2 separate regions of the Zea mays genome follow, and region 2 is linked to region 1. The links are chromatin contacts, called in public Hi-C maps. All regions are on one chromosome and are shown on one strand. The core of a region is the stretch at or near the end of the contact, and the rest is flanking DNA. Distances in the headings are between cores, read along the strand shown. Region 1 holds the start of LOC111946235. Region 2 holds the start of LOC103650860 (ABC transporter B family member 26, chloroplastic).

Region 1 (6,128 bases), core at 1,968-4,467:
CTCTACAGGCTACAGCATATCATGATATGGAAGTCGATCCAGAGAAGATACATTTGCAATCGACCAGCATCGTAGCCAAGACATTTTCTTTTATAGCATATAAGAATGAATTCTATCATGTACCTCTACAATACAGTCTTTGTGAACGAATAGAGTAGCTTATAGCCAGTGGGTCCTGAACAAACCTGTATACTCAATGGTATTGTCCGAGCTCTAACAATCTCTTATTTGTTTCAGTCACTCAACAAGAGGCGAACACGTCTCACCTCACTGTAGACTCTAGTTCGGTTATTTCTGTCCCAAGTCAATTGGATAGGATTGAAAAATATTATGATGTTCATTTTTTTCCAAATCCATGTGGATTGAGAGGAAATAAATCCACAACTAGTCAAAATTTACCTTACGCCTTGATCGGTTAGCTCTCAATCCATGTGGATTGAGTGAGATTAGATGAGTTTGAATCCTAAACAAGTCAAACTTCTTCTCAATTTTTTTCAATCTCATCCAATCCATATGTATTGGAAATAACCGAACAAGGCCTTAATACACCCCAATACCCCTCAATCCACATGGTTTAAGTACAAAACGAACAAGTCCAAAAGATCCACATGGTTTAAGTACAAAACGAACAAGTCCAAAAGATTTTGACTTGTTTGAAATTTAAACCCACTCAATTCCAACCAATTCACATGGATTGAGAGGAAAGCGAACAAGCCCTTAATCCTTGTTCGATTAGGAGTAGATTGAAGGAGATTGGAGCGGATTAAATCTCTTGCTATTCAAAATTAAATAGAAAAGAATTCAATCTCTTAAATCCCCCTCTAATCAAGCCCTCAGTTGGGAATATTTCCCTGTTTCTTGTGTATTCACGACTCTCTGCCCCGTGGAATATGACATGCTGAAAAGCTCCCGCGCATGCTACTTGCAGCTTTCAGTAAAGAAACTGGGTATAAAGGTTGTGCCAACATTCAAGATCATTGAGGATTGAATGATGTCAAGGAGGTCACTGGTCCCAAGATCGATGAATTAGAGCTCGTGCCATCGAGAGAGTGAGGCTAGGATGAGAAATGACCTGAAAAAAAAATGTGCACAAATTAGTATGCTATTTATGAATGAGGAACTCCCTTCTATACAAGTGGATACTCAGCATGCAGAATAGAGCTATTCTAGTTGTAAATAACCATTTCATGCAGTGAATGTGAATATGCTCATACTTTATCAGTAAATCAAGACCAATGTACACTAATTCATATGGAGTGATTGTTCTAAATAATCCTTTACTACTTCATAGCAATTCCTATTACTAAATGTTCAGGGAATCATATATTTGAATCTCTTGCTATAACACCTATTCTATATGTAAGAACTTTATTGCAACCTACCTAGGTTCATTGGGAGACATTGTACACTTACTATAGGAAATCACCTTGACCAGTGCCTATACATAGGACCTTAGTGGCAAACTGATACGAAGCTCCTCTGCTTTGCTGACTGTCAAATAGCTATGTTTTCAGCCTTCCTAGCTTCCACCATCTCCAGAAAGTGGTGTTTCTGCTCATCCTCAGTCCATGATAGACATCTTAGCATGCTCTCTCTGTCGATCCTCAAACCAAGTGGATCCAGGACTTTTAAATGGCAGTTTTGTTCTCATCAGTGATCTGACCCTTTCTGCCTCCTCCCAGAGTTCTTTCCCAGCATATATGTTTGACAAGAGTATATAGTTCCCAGTGTTCCAAGGTTCCAACTCAAATAGCTTGTTTGCGACAACTTCTGCAATCTCAACGTTATCATATGTCTTGCAGGCACTCAGGAGTGCACCAAGAGCCCCCGGATGTGGCCCCATCGGCATCGTTTGAACCATCTCGAAAGCCTCCTCAATCCTCCCTGCACGCCCGAGCATGTCAATGACACAGGCATAGTGGTCCGCATGGCGCTCAATACCATAATCCTGCACCATTGCCTCCCAATACTCCAGTCCCTTTTCAACATTCCCTGCGTGGCTGCATGCTGTAAGCACACCAACGAAAGTGATAGGGTGAGGCTTGATGTCTTCAGCCCGCATCCTTTCGAACACTGAAAGTGCCAGATTTTCGTGTCCATGTGTTGCCAGGCCGCTAATCAGTGCTGTGTATGGATAGGCATCAGGTCGTGGGATCTCCCTGAAAGCACTCAGTGCCTGCTCAATGTTGCCACACTTTGCGTGCATATCTACTAGTGCTGTAAGAACCTTCTCATTCCTTTCGATCTTCTTCCTGTCGACGTAAGCTCCAACCCACCCAGCCAACTCCGTGCTGCCTATCTGTGAAACTGCAGAGATAACCCCAACCATTGTGGCTCCATCAGGCTCAATCCCAGCAGCCTCCAGATCCCTAAATAAAGCGAGTGCCACCTTTGGCCGCCCAGTCTGTGCATAACCATTAATCATGGCCGTCCGGGCCACGAGATCCTTTGTAGGCATTTTGTCAAACAGCTCACGCGCATTCTGCACCAGCCCGCACTTACAATACCCGACAATGAGCACCATCGACGAGGCCGTGTCCCTCGTCGGCATTTCGTCAAACACACGGCAAGCGGCCGCGAGGTCACCAGCGCTGACGTAGAGGACCACCATGGCGTTCCAGGAGACCTGGGTCCTGGTGGGCATGGCAGCGAAGAGGGACTCGGCGGGACGCACGGAGGCGTTGCGGGCGTGCGCGCAGAGGAGGGAGTTGAAGGAGACCGCGTCGGGGGCGGGGATGTCCGCCAGCGCGGCGTGCGCGGCGGGGAACTCCTCGCACTTGGCGTACAGGTCGACGAGCGCGTTGGCGACGGGGAGGCGGAGCGGGAGGAGCGCGAGGCGGAGCGCGACGGCGTGCAGGGAGGCGCCGAGCGGGAGGAGGCGGAGCGACGCGGCGGCGTTGAGCGCGAAGGGGAGCGTGAAGTGGTCGGGGCGCACGGGCAGGCGCGGCATGATGAGGAGCAAGGCGAGCGCGGCGCGCGGGCGCCGCTTGGAGAGGCGGCTGATGGCGCCGTTGAGGAGCGAGCGGACGAGGGCGGGCGCGGTGGCCGCGGCGTGCGAGCGGACGAGAAACGCGTGCAGCTCGGCGCGGGGCGGTGGCGGGTGGTCGGAGGCGAGCGCGCGGACGATGCGGTCGAAGTGCGGTTTGCGGATGGGCTGGGCCGCCATGGCGCCGCCGCGTGGTCGAAGCGTGACACACTGACACGGGGGGAAAGAGAGAGGAGGGGACTGTGGGTCTGGGGTCTTTTTTATACGTCGGAGTTTTGAAAACTTCTGGGCTGGGCCTCTCTTGCGATGTGTGGGTTGGGGTCTACGGTACAGTTTCGGGCCATCAGTGAATTCAGCCCAAATTTGGTTTTAATTTTTCCTTTGCTTTTATTTTCTTTTACATCTTTCTTTTTTTTCTTTTCTTTTCAGGCAGTGTGGCCTCTGGGTAGCACGGCAATCAGGACATGGAGTATATATATTTCACCTCGACCAGCAATCAAGTTCCAAAATAAAACTATCCGAGAGAAGCCTCCGGAGCACACCTCAATGTCACGGTGTCGGATGTCAAGTTGTCAGGGCTCCTACCTAAAACAAACAGTTGATATTGTGATCAACCTGCCCTGGACTGTCTGTCCTCCTTGAATCCTCGCCACGTTGACAGCGCTCCTACTCAAAACGGTGGACAGGGGACGTCACCGGACGCGTCTCTCCCCTCCTCCAGGCTCCATCCCTATCCTTCCGCGGTTCCGCCCACATAATCCACAGGCCGGAAGAGCCACGCCAGGTGACCACGGCCAACCGGGCAAATGGCTCGTTGGCATTGGCCAGCAGCGGCACCTACTGCAGCAACCCACCCCGGCAGCCTGCAGGAAGCTGCAGTTGATACGCTTGTCTTGTCTCCTTACCGTCATCGTTCCTCCCTCGCACATGCGATGCGCCCGCTAATCGCGTCGCGTCCGGTCACGTCGCTGTTGCCCGTCACTCCCCACTCCAGCACTGACACGTAGGACGTACCCCCACCTCTCAGCTGGACCCGCGTGTCAGCATCTCAGCGGCTATCCTTTCCTGGAGCAGTGGTCACAACTCACACGAGCTTTAACAGTTAATTATAGCAAGAAAAAAAAGGAGGGGGGCAACCGGGTCAAGTTTAGACCGCGACGAACCAGTCATCAGTGCAACTAGTACCAAAACCACCCCGGCCGGGAGCAAGCGATGTGTGGCACTGGCATGGCATCTCCTGCGATCCAGATATTCCTGAGCTGTCGGGTTAGTCGAACAGGGGATTTTGGGTCTCCATGCGCATCATCCTGTCCGCTTGTGACCGAGAATTATTGCCCCGGACTCGTCACATGCGTACCTGAACCCCCAGTGCCACCCAATCATGCACACGCTAGCTCACCAGATGTCCAGATCTACTTCTTTCGACTACCAGTAAAACTATATCGCTTCGTTTCGTTGTTGGATTCGATAGAGAAAAAAATACTAGTAATGATTAAAGATTCGAGGGGTTGGTTAGCTAAGCTGCACCGAGGAATTAGTTGGCGAGACTGCAGCCGGTAGGATAGAGAGGAGGCATCTTCTGTCTGTCTGCACTGCAGACATGGACAGTGTGACCATCCACCCAGACCCGGTATTGCTATTCGCTGTAGGGAGGTAGGGTAGTGACTGGTGAATGGTGATACCCAGAGAGAGACGAGGGGACTAGTCAGCATCTGCCATGTCGAATCATGGTCTTTTTCTCAGACAACACCTCACTCTCTCTCTCTCTCTCTCTCCGGCCCGCGAAGGGGACGGGATGATGCCATGCCACGATGGAACGGACGGAGACCGCGTCACAGGCCTCGCTCCTACGGCGGCGGAGACGGATGCAGGCAGGCATCAGCGAGACAACGACGCTGGCGATGCAAGAGAGTGTGCACTGAATCGCAGGCCAATGGATTTGCATGCATTTGGGCAGGGGGAAGGAAGAAGCGTGATTGGATTTGCATTCCAGTTTCCAGCCAGATTCGTTTCGTCACGACGCGAGTAGCGCGCAGCCCGCATCCATTACCGCGCGCCAAAAAAAAAATCGCCGGCGGTCGTCCTCGCCGCCGCTACGCCGCACGACGCAACGCGAGGGGGACACGCGTGCTGCCGGCGGATTCCGGCCGAACAGAACACGGACATGAACGGAAGACAGCAGGAAATGACAACAGCTTGACGAAACGAACAATGATAGACGAGGTTGGTTACTAGTGTAGCCACTAGTAGGAAGCAGAAAAAAGAAAACAGATGGAAATGCCCACGCTATCTATGTGCATCGAAGAAGGCCGGCGATCGCCCGTTCTCCTCTCAAAACTGCGCTCGTGATCCTGGCTCGCCGGCGCCGTCGAACCCTCCTCCGTTCTCCTCCACCCATCATCGCCGGGACGCCGCGGCGCCCACCACGGCCAATCCGCCCTCGCCCACGTCCTCCAGCCGCTGCGGGCGCCGGAGAAGAAACTCAGGACTCGCAAACAGCGCCAACGATTCTATCAAAAAAAAAAAAAGACCGAGGGTCGAGAGATGGGTTTATTACCTGCAGGAGCGGGTCGGGCGTGCAGGCCGGCGGCGCGTCGAAGACGGCGAGCGGGAGGTGCTTCTTGACGACGCCGACGTTGAAGTAGATGACGCCGGAGGAGGGGATGTCGACCTTGATGTCGTGGACGGGGAACCACATGAAGAGGTCCTGCGCGGCGACGCCGGAGATGTCGGCGATCTGGCCGGGGCTGATGACCCCGGAGACGGTGGCGTTGTAGCGGAGGCCGACCTCGAAGCGCGCCGTGCAGGGCGCGTCCAGCCGGGCCTCGAACGCCCCCGTGGCGGCGTCGTGCCGGAACGCCGTGATCCCCGCCGGCAGCAGGCCCCCCGGCAGCTGGTGCGCGCGGAGCACCTCGTTCGCCGCCTCCGCCGCCGCCGTCGCCGTCGCCGCCACGGGGCGGTTCGAGGCCAGCGCCGCCGACAGGGCCACCGCCACTAGCAGCGTCCACAGCGCGGCCGCCATTCCCCCGGCGCTGGTGCGAGGTGATGGGTGGGACGGGAGGAGAGGAGAGGAGGGAGCGGGGATGGGTGGGCAATAATTGAGGTGGAGAACGGGAGCCGCCCGGAAATGGGAAATAGAGAT
Region 2 (6,492 bases), core at 2,920-5,419, 220 kb before region 1:
TTAATTAATCTTCAACCTGTCCGACGAAACCAATTCTTTCCCTGAACCATCTGATATCAAGCTCAGTGAGCGGGACACCATCAATTAGTATCTGCATCATCACACAAGTGTGAGATATACAATCAAAGGATGACTCTGGAAGTGTGAAAAGCTGAGAGCCTGAGACCATAGTTAAGAACAGCTTACTTGCCCATTTGTAGGTTCGTATAATCTAAGTAGTAAATTGATTATAGTGCTCTTGCCACTTCCACTAAGACCAACCTATAAAGTTTACATCCATAAAGGTAGTAAGACATCCAATATCAGTCTGTGAGAATTAACTGCCAAAAAAATCAAGACCCCTCTGTCTTACAATTGCAACTACTTCGTTTGGATTCAGTGTTAAATTCAAGCCTCCCAAAATTGGTACCTGAAACAAAAAAGGGTAAATGAAGGGCCACATAAACCCTTGACAGCATTTCTAAAAAAGATAGACTGAGTATTGGTGACTCCGACATGAGTGGGGTCTACGGAAGGAATAACTGAGGCAAGCCTTATCCCTGCATTTTGCAGAGAGGCCGTGTCAAACCAAACTGCGCTAGGCAAGCCTTCTCAGTTCTCACTACTGCGCTAGGCATGTCCTTTCCTTGCCAGCATTTATAATTACAAAATCTACATACTTTAGAGTTCATCCTTACATTTTCTTTAATTTATCTGGGATATTAAATGTTATGATCATAAGTACTAGTTCATTAACAGTACTTGTAAACATAAAAGTATAAAAAACTGTGGTGTAAGCGTACCGTAGGTCTTGATGGATATGAAAATGATACATCAGCATACTGAATTTGCCCTTTCAACTTCTCTAACTTGAGGCCTGCAATGATGAAAAGCTTTATATTACTGAATTGCTATGCCTCCAAAGAATTAGCCTTACAGTCATGCACACGTTTTCTTGCCTTCAGAGCTAAGCTGCTTGCTAGGAAGGAGATCCATTAAACGAAAAACTTTTTCACTTGCTCCGACAGACTGCATCAGGGAGGACCAGTTGTCCCCAATCCACCATGTGGACAAAATTAGCCATTCAGCATAGAGTGTGAATTTTGTCAACTGCTCAGCAGTTAACTTCCCAGACATGATTGCTAGGCCTCCAATCACCACTCCAATGACCTACGCAAAGCTTATTTGCAGGAGTACTTCATCAGTAGTGTAAAAACTTTAACCTCACCAGATAATATTACAAATTACTCTGATGGTTAGTTATTAAAAAACACATTAGCAGAGGAGATACCTGAGTAGAATGGTATAGATAGTTCAAGCTCAGGCTCCAGCCTCCATAAGCCACTGTCTGCCGAAAGCTCACATCATACAGCTTATCAAGCCAGTTTGCATACCTATGGAAGACTCAAATGTAACTGTTTACTGTGTGTGCGTGTGTTATAGAGAGATCGAGAGAGAGAGATAGATAGAGAGAGAGAGGGAGAGAGGGAGAGAGGGAGAGAGAGAGAGAGAGAGAGAGAGAGAGGGAGAGAGAGAGGGAGGGGGAGGGGGAGGGGGAGGGAGAGGGAGAGGGAGAGGGAGAGGGAGAGGGAGAGGGGGAGAGGGGGAGAGCGGGGGAGCGGGGGAGAGAGAGAGAGAGAGAGGGAGGGAGAGAGAGAGAGAGAGAGAGAGAGAGAGAGAGAGAGAGAGAGAGAGAGAGAGAGAGAGAGAGAGAGAGAGGGAGGGAGGGAGGGAGGGAGGGAGGGAGGGAGAGAGAGAGAGAGAGAGAGAGAGAGAGAGAGAGAGAGAGAGTTTGCCTTTTAAACTCCTGCTTTTCTGTTCCATATACTCGCACTGTCCTAACCAAAGTTATCACCTCTTGAGCAACCTGATTCACATCCATGTAACATATTAAGGTGTACAAAGGAAACGAAATTGACTTTAGCAAATGTCTTATTTGTCTGATTACAAAATCTTACATTATTGGCGTTTGCGGTGAACTCCTGTGCAAATTTAGCTGCCCTTTTCTGAAACCTACCAATGAAGTAGTAATGTGATGGGTTGATTTCTCTCATATACACCAAAAATGCAAGCAAACAGATATATTTCTATCAAAAGCCCTTATTTAAAAAAATGCGCAGCACTAACAATCGAATGAAACATAAGATGGTGCTAGAGTTTACAAACAGACAGCTGAAGGAGATAAAGGAGTAAACTTGTACCGTCCATGAACTAGCATAATTGCTGATAGAGTTGCACAAACAAACATTGTACACAATCCGAGAGGCCAAGATAAGACTAGCAGATAAATTAATGCACCTGCACCCTGACATAAATTAATGAAATAGAAGATGAGCTTTTAAAACACTGAATGGTGTTCAATCAAAGAATTCCAAAATAATTTTTTCACCTGAAGTAAATTGCGTGAAATCAGGTTAAGGTCATTGCCTATAACACGAGACACTTGTTGGCAGTCCGAACCAAGTCTACTTGTCAGATCTCCTACTGTTTCTTCATCAAAAAAGGAAATATCCTAGCACAATGTAAATACAGTAAAAATCCTAGTAGTATGGTTGAGCGGAAAAATGAATAATAAGTTTTATTTCAGCTTCCAGATTTCTGTGTTCTTTCTTACCTGTGAAAGAATGGAATCAAATAACTCCTCTCTCATCCGTTTAACCTTAGAAAAATTCAGATGATGGGTGTCAGATATAGATCATATGAAAGATTATGGAATGGACAAACTTGTTAGCATGAGGAATCTAACATGGTTTTACCAATATCATGTTTGCAACACCAAAACAGCAACTTCGTATGCCACTGCAAGTTAGGGACACCATTACATAAGCAACCTCATTTGTTTCACAAAACCATGCAGAATGCAATAATCAATTTTAATAATTCAGTACAGAGTATCATAAAAAGTTCCTCGTTTCTGTTTGTGTGCGTTTGTATATGTGCATTTTTCATAATGGCCTGTAGCAAGCATAATTTTCTCTATGACCCGCTTTTTTAATCATCATTATATTGCACATACATGAGAACTTCTCAACTCCCAAATGTGTCAGAGTATGCTTCCAAACTTTGCTGATCACAGAGCTTTCAGAACGCTACAGTACAAACTACAGTCTGCAAAACAACACGTTTTACTGAGACAAACAGTAAAGCCCATGGTCAGCTACTTCCATTGACTGTGAGCAAACATGTGAGTTGAATAGCAAATTGTGTGTCGTTTTATACCATAGACAATATGAGCAAAATATAACGAACCTAAACACCCCGGAAACCAGACATAGGACAACCAGAAGCTTGGCATTTCGGTAGAACACCGCGCCTCCATTCTGCGCAGAGAAAATGGACGCTGCAAGGAGATGTGGTATGGCGATCTCCGAAAGCTGCAATAGCAACCAAACCATATCACTACGCTCATCAACGAACACTGAAAAGTAGATAAATCACTAGTCAACCATAGTCCATAGCACACTGCTATGGCTGGGAAAGCGTTACCGCAGCGCCGACGAGGGACGCGAAGCCGACATAGATGACCAATCTGTCGCCGGCAACGAGGGCCCACATCCGCCTGAGCGCGGACACGGCGGTGGTACCGCTCCCCTCTGCGCGGCCGGCCCCGTCCCCGGCCTCATCGCCGTCCTCGAGGCGCCACCAACTGCCCCCGGGCAGAACGTTGCGCAGGCGCTCGATGAACTCTCCCACGACGACGCGGCGCCGGCCGAGGCCGCCGAACTCGCCACCGATCGCCGCGGCGGCGCGGATCCTCGCCGGCCGCAGCGCCCGCAGCCTCCGCCGGCTTGGGGCCCGGAGCGGCGCCCGCCTCGCGGCCAGGGTCAGCGACAGCGTGGGAGGCCCCGAGGCCGCCGTAAGGAGCAGCATCGCAGCCGGAGGCGGCATTTCGCGGTGCCGAAACACCTCGCGCGAGACTCGATCTGGACCCCGGCTCGCGGCCGCGCGACCTCAAATAACGAGGCGAGGCCAAGAGCGACGTCAACGGTTGCGTCCTCGCCGGAGCTGAGCTGGGTTGGGTTGCCGTGCGCGGCACTGCCACCGCGAGTCCGCGACGCCTCTCCTCCTGAGTCCTGACCTCCTCCTCCTCGTCCGGCTGCGCTGCCTCGCAGATTTTTTTTTCCTTCCTCGCTGACTTTTTCAGTCTTGTGTTGTGTCTGGGATCGAAAAAGGAAAAAAAATAAATAATTTGTGTGCCGTTTTGTTTTCCACGCGCGTGTTTGCGTAGCGAAAGTGCTCGGTTCGGTGGTGGTGGAATTTTTAGGATTTTGGAAATGTGTATGGCTATGATTAATTTGCGAGGCTTTTGGATTGGATTTGGTTTACGCTACGCCTCGAGGGAACGGGCTTCTCTGTGGTCGTGATTTGCGAGCAGCAATTGCTGCATAGCCTGCAGCTGCCTCGCAGTCGCAGACAACAGGGGCCTAGCTGCCTAGCCAGTGGTTGCCTCTAACTCTCTTGCCTGGTTGTGGACTCTGGGGTTGAGTTCCGCGGGTTTTGTTTACAGGGACAAAATTCGTTTTATTACTTTATCAATTAGCTGTAACCATTTTTTCTTGATTAAACTCTAAAGCCAGATATCTAACCTCTGAACTCTTAAAACCGTTCAAATTATCCTTTCGATATAAGTGTCGGTCTCAGAGGCACTATAACAAACTAGAAGGTCCAAATCCAATAAAAAAACCTAGTAGCTGAAGGTTCCAAATAAAATGTAGCTAATAGTTAGTTGATTTATTCTAGCTAAAATTTATTAGCTAACTAATTATTAGCTCTAAAGATTTTAAATAGATTATACATTTCTTCTTTTTGTGCCAAGCTAGCTGCTGCACTCCATCTCCGAGATGCAAACCATCCTAGCTGACAATCAAGTGATGGTCTCTTCTGTTCCTGCTAGATCTCCCTGCACTAGTTCTAGACAGTTTGGTTCTATAGCACCAAACTTTAGTCCATATTTTATTGTTAAACGCAGAGACTAAACGAAGGACTAAGGAAGTGTTTGGTTCCCACCTTCTAAATTATAGTGACTAAAGTTTGTTCACTATTGTCAAAGACTTTCAACGAAACGGGCCGGAAGAGTTGTTTGCTGCGGTTGAATTAAAGTCGTTTGAATTGTAGTTGCAATCCATAAAAACAAAATACCGTAAAGAAGTCGGCAGGTAGATTAATGCCGCAGCCAATAGGCCGACTAAGAAATTTTAGCCTCACTTGCTCCGTCCCTTAATTTTGTAGTAGTTATTTAGTACCTTGGAGTCCGAAGCGGCTTCACGATGTAATTCAAAAACAGTGACACGCTAATTGTATGTCCAAAGATACACTGTTAGGATTTATGGGCTTGGCCCAATAAAAAAATTCAAATAAATCCCAGAAAAATCTCAAAAGCCCATACAAGAGGATGGCTAGAGGATAGGTGGAACCATTAGCACCATATTGCTAGCAATAGTGGAGTAGAGCTAGCTTAAATATGGAAGCCACACTCACTCACCAAGTCATGGATGAGAGGAGAGAGTGTGGAGAGCCACACGCGCGCGCTCGCTCGCCTGGCCGGGGCGAAGGGCGTGGGCGCACGACATGCGCGTGAATGGTCCGTCGAAATCCGGCCCCTCGCCTTGCGGGGGCGCGGCTACCTTTTGCCGTTTGATTTTTTGGTTTCTTGGCTGTTACGCTTATCCTAACCGATCGCTATAAAATCTCAACTGATTGCGAGATTTTCGTGGGCGGATAAGCACGGGGTCGCGGACTCAGCCCTATAAAAGGAGCCCAGCAGCCAACCTCCAAATAATCCCAGTTCGCTTTCGCCTCTCTTCATATCTAAGTTGCCTTTTAGTTCCCTTCGTCCCGACCGCAGAGGTGCATCTGCGATCAGGAGAGCAGGTCTCCGGAACCCTTCGTCTTCTAGATCCTGCACCGGGAGAGGGCGAATAAGGTTTTTGGGAAGCGTCTTCACGCGACTGCTCGTGATCTGCTGATTTCGCTACTTCGACATCGTCGACCCTGCTGATTCCGGCGCGTGCCATCTATCAGTAAGTCTAATCAGTACGCATCATCTGATTTGGCTTGTTATTTCAGTTCTTCTGATTTGGTCATGATTTATATTCGAAATTTAAACTGGAATTTGTCTAATTACTCAACATTCCAAAAACCTTATTGTAGACAATTTCCTAGTTTTTCTATGGCTGCTTTTGCCGACGCGCTGAAGCCAGAAAAGTTTAATGGTATGCACTTTAAGAGATGGCAAGTCAAGGCCACGCTCTGGCTTACTGCTATGAATGTCTTCCATGTTAGTAAAGGCAGACCTGAGGGTCCACTGACTCCTGAACAGGAGAAAGAGTACGACCATGCCAATACTATGTTCACGGGAGCCGTTCTTAGCGCCCTTGTTGACCGTCTGGTTGATGCGAATATGCAGTACACAGACGGGAAAGAGTTGTGGGATGCACTTACTACTAAGTATGGTGCATCAGATGCTGGCAGTGACCTGTATATCATGGAGAGCTTTCATGATTATAAGATGGT

The links. A called contact is a pair of places that touch in the nucleus more often than the background predicts.
Region 2: a Hi-C map of leaf mesophyll shows a contact between it and region 1, with 3 times the contacts expected there. The contact joins the promoter of LOC103650860 here to the promoter of LOC111946235 in region 1. A contact is called at or near these places in 3 of 25 Hi-C or Micro-C datasets (ear, leaf and leaf mesophyll).

What each region holds. Positions count from the first base shown.
Region 1 is chr3:164,781,343-164,787,470 of Zm-B73-REFERENCE-NAM-5.0, reverse strand. It overlaps LOC111946235, which reads right to left and starts at 3,217. Exons shown (of 2, transcript NM_001360701.1): 1 at 1,414-3,217; 2 at 547-1,072. The coding sequence starts at 3,166. The coding sequence ends at 1,562. It overlaps LOC100276614, which reads right to left. Exons shown (of 2, transcript NM_001360700.1): 1 at 5,544-6,128; 2 at 5,189-5,446. The coding sequence starts at 6,008. The coding sequence ends at 5,384.
Region 2 is chr3:165,004,235-165,010,726 of Zm-B73-REFERENCE-NAM-5.0, reverse strand. It overlaps LOC103650860 (ABC transporter B family member 26, chloroplastic), which reads right to left and starts at 4,169. Exons shown (of 18, transcript XM_008676453.4): 1 at 3,466-4,169; 2 at 3,229-3,353; 3 at 2,736-2,778; 4 at 2,594-2,638; 5 at 2,369-2,491; 6 at 2,181-2,284; 7 at 1,938-1,992; 8 at 1,776-1,846; 9 at 1,271-1,373; 10 at 939-1,149; 11 at 783-856; 12 at 353-409; 13 at 187-261; 14 at 17-91. The coding sequence starts at 3,867.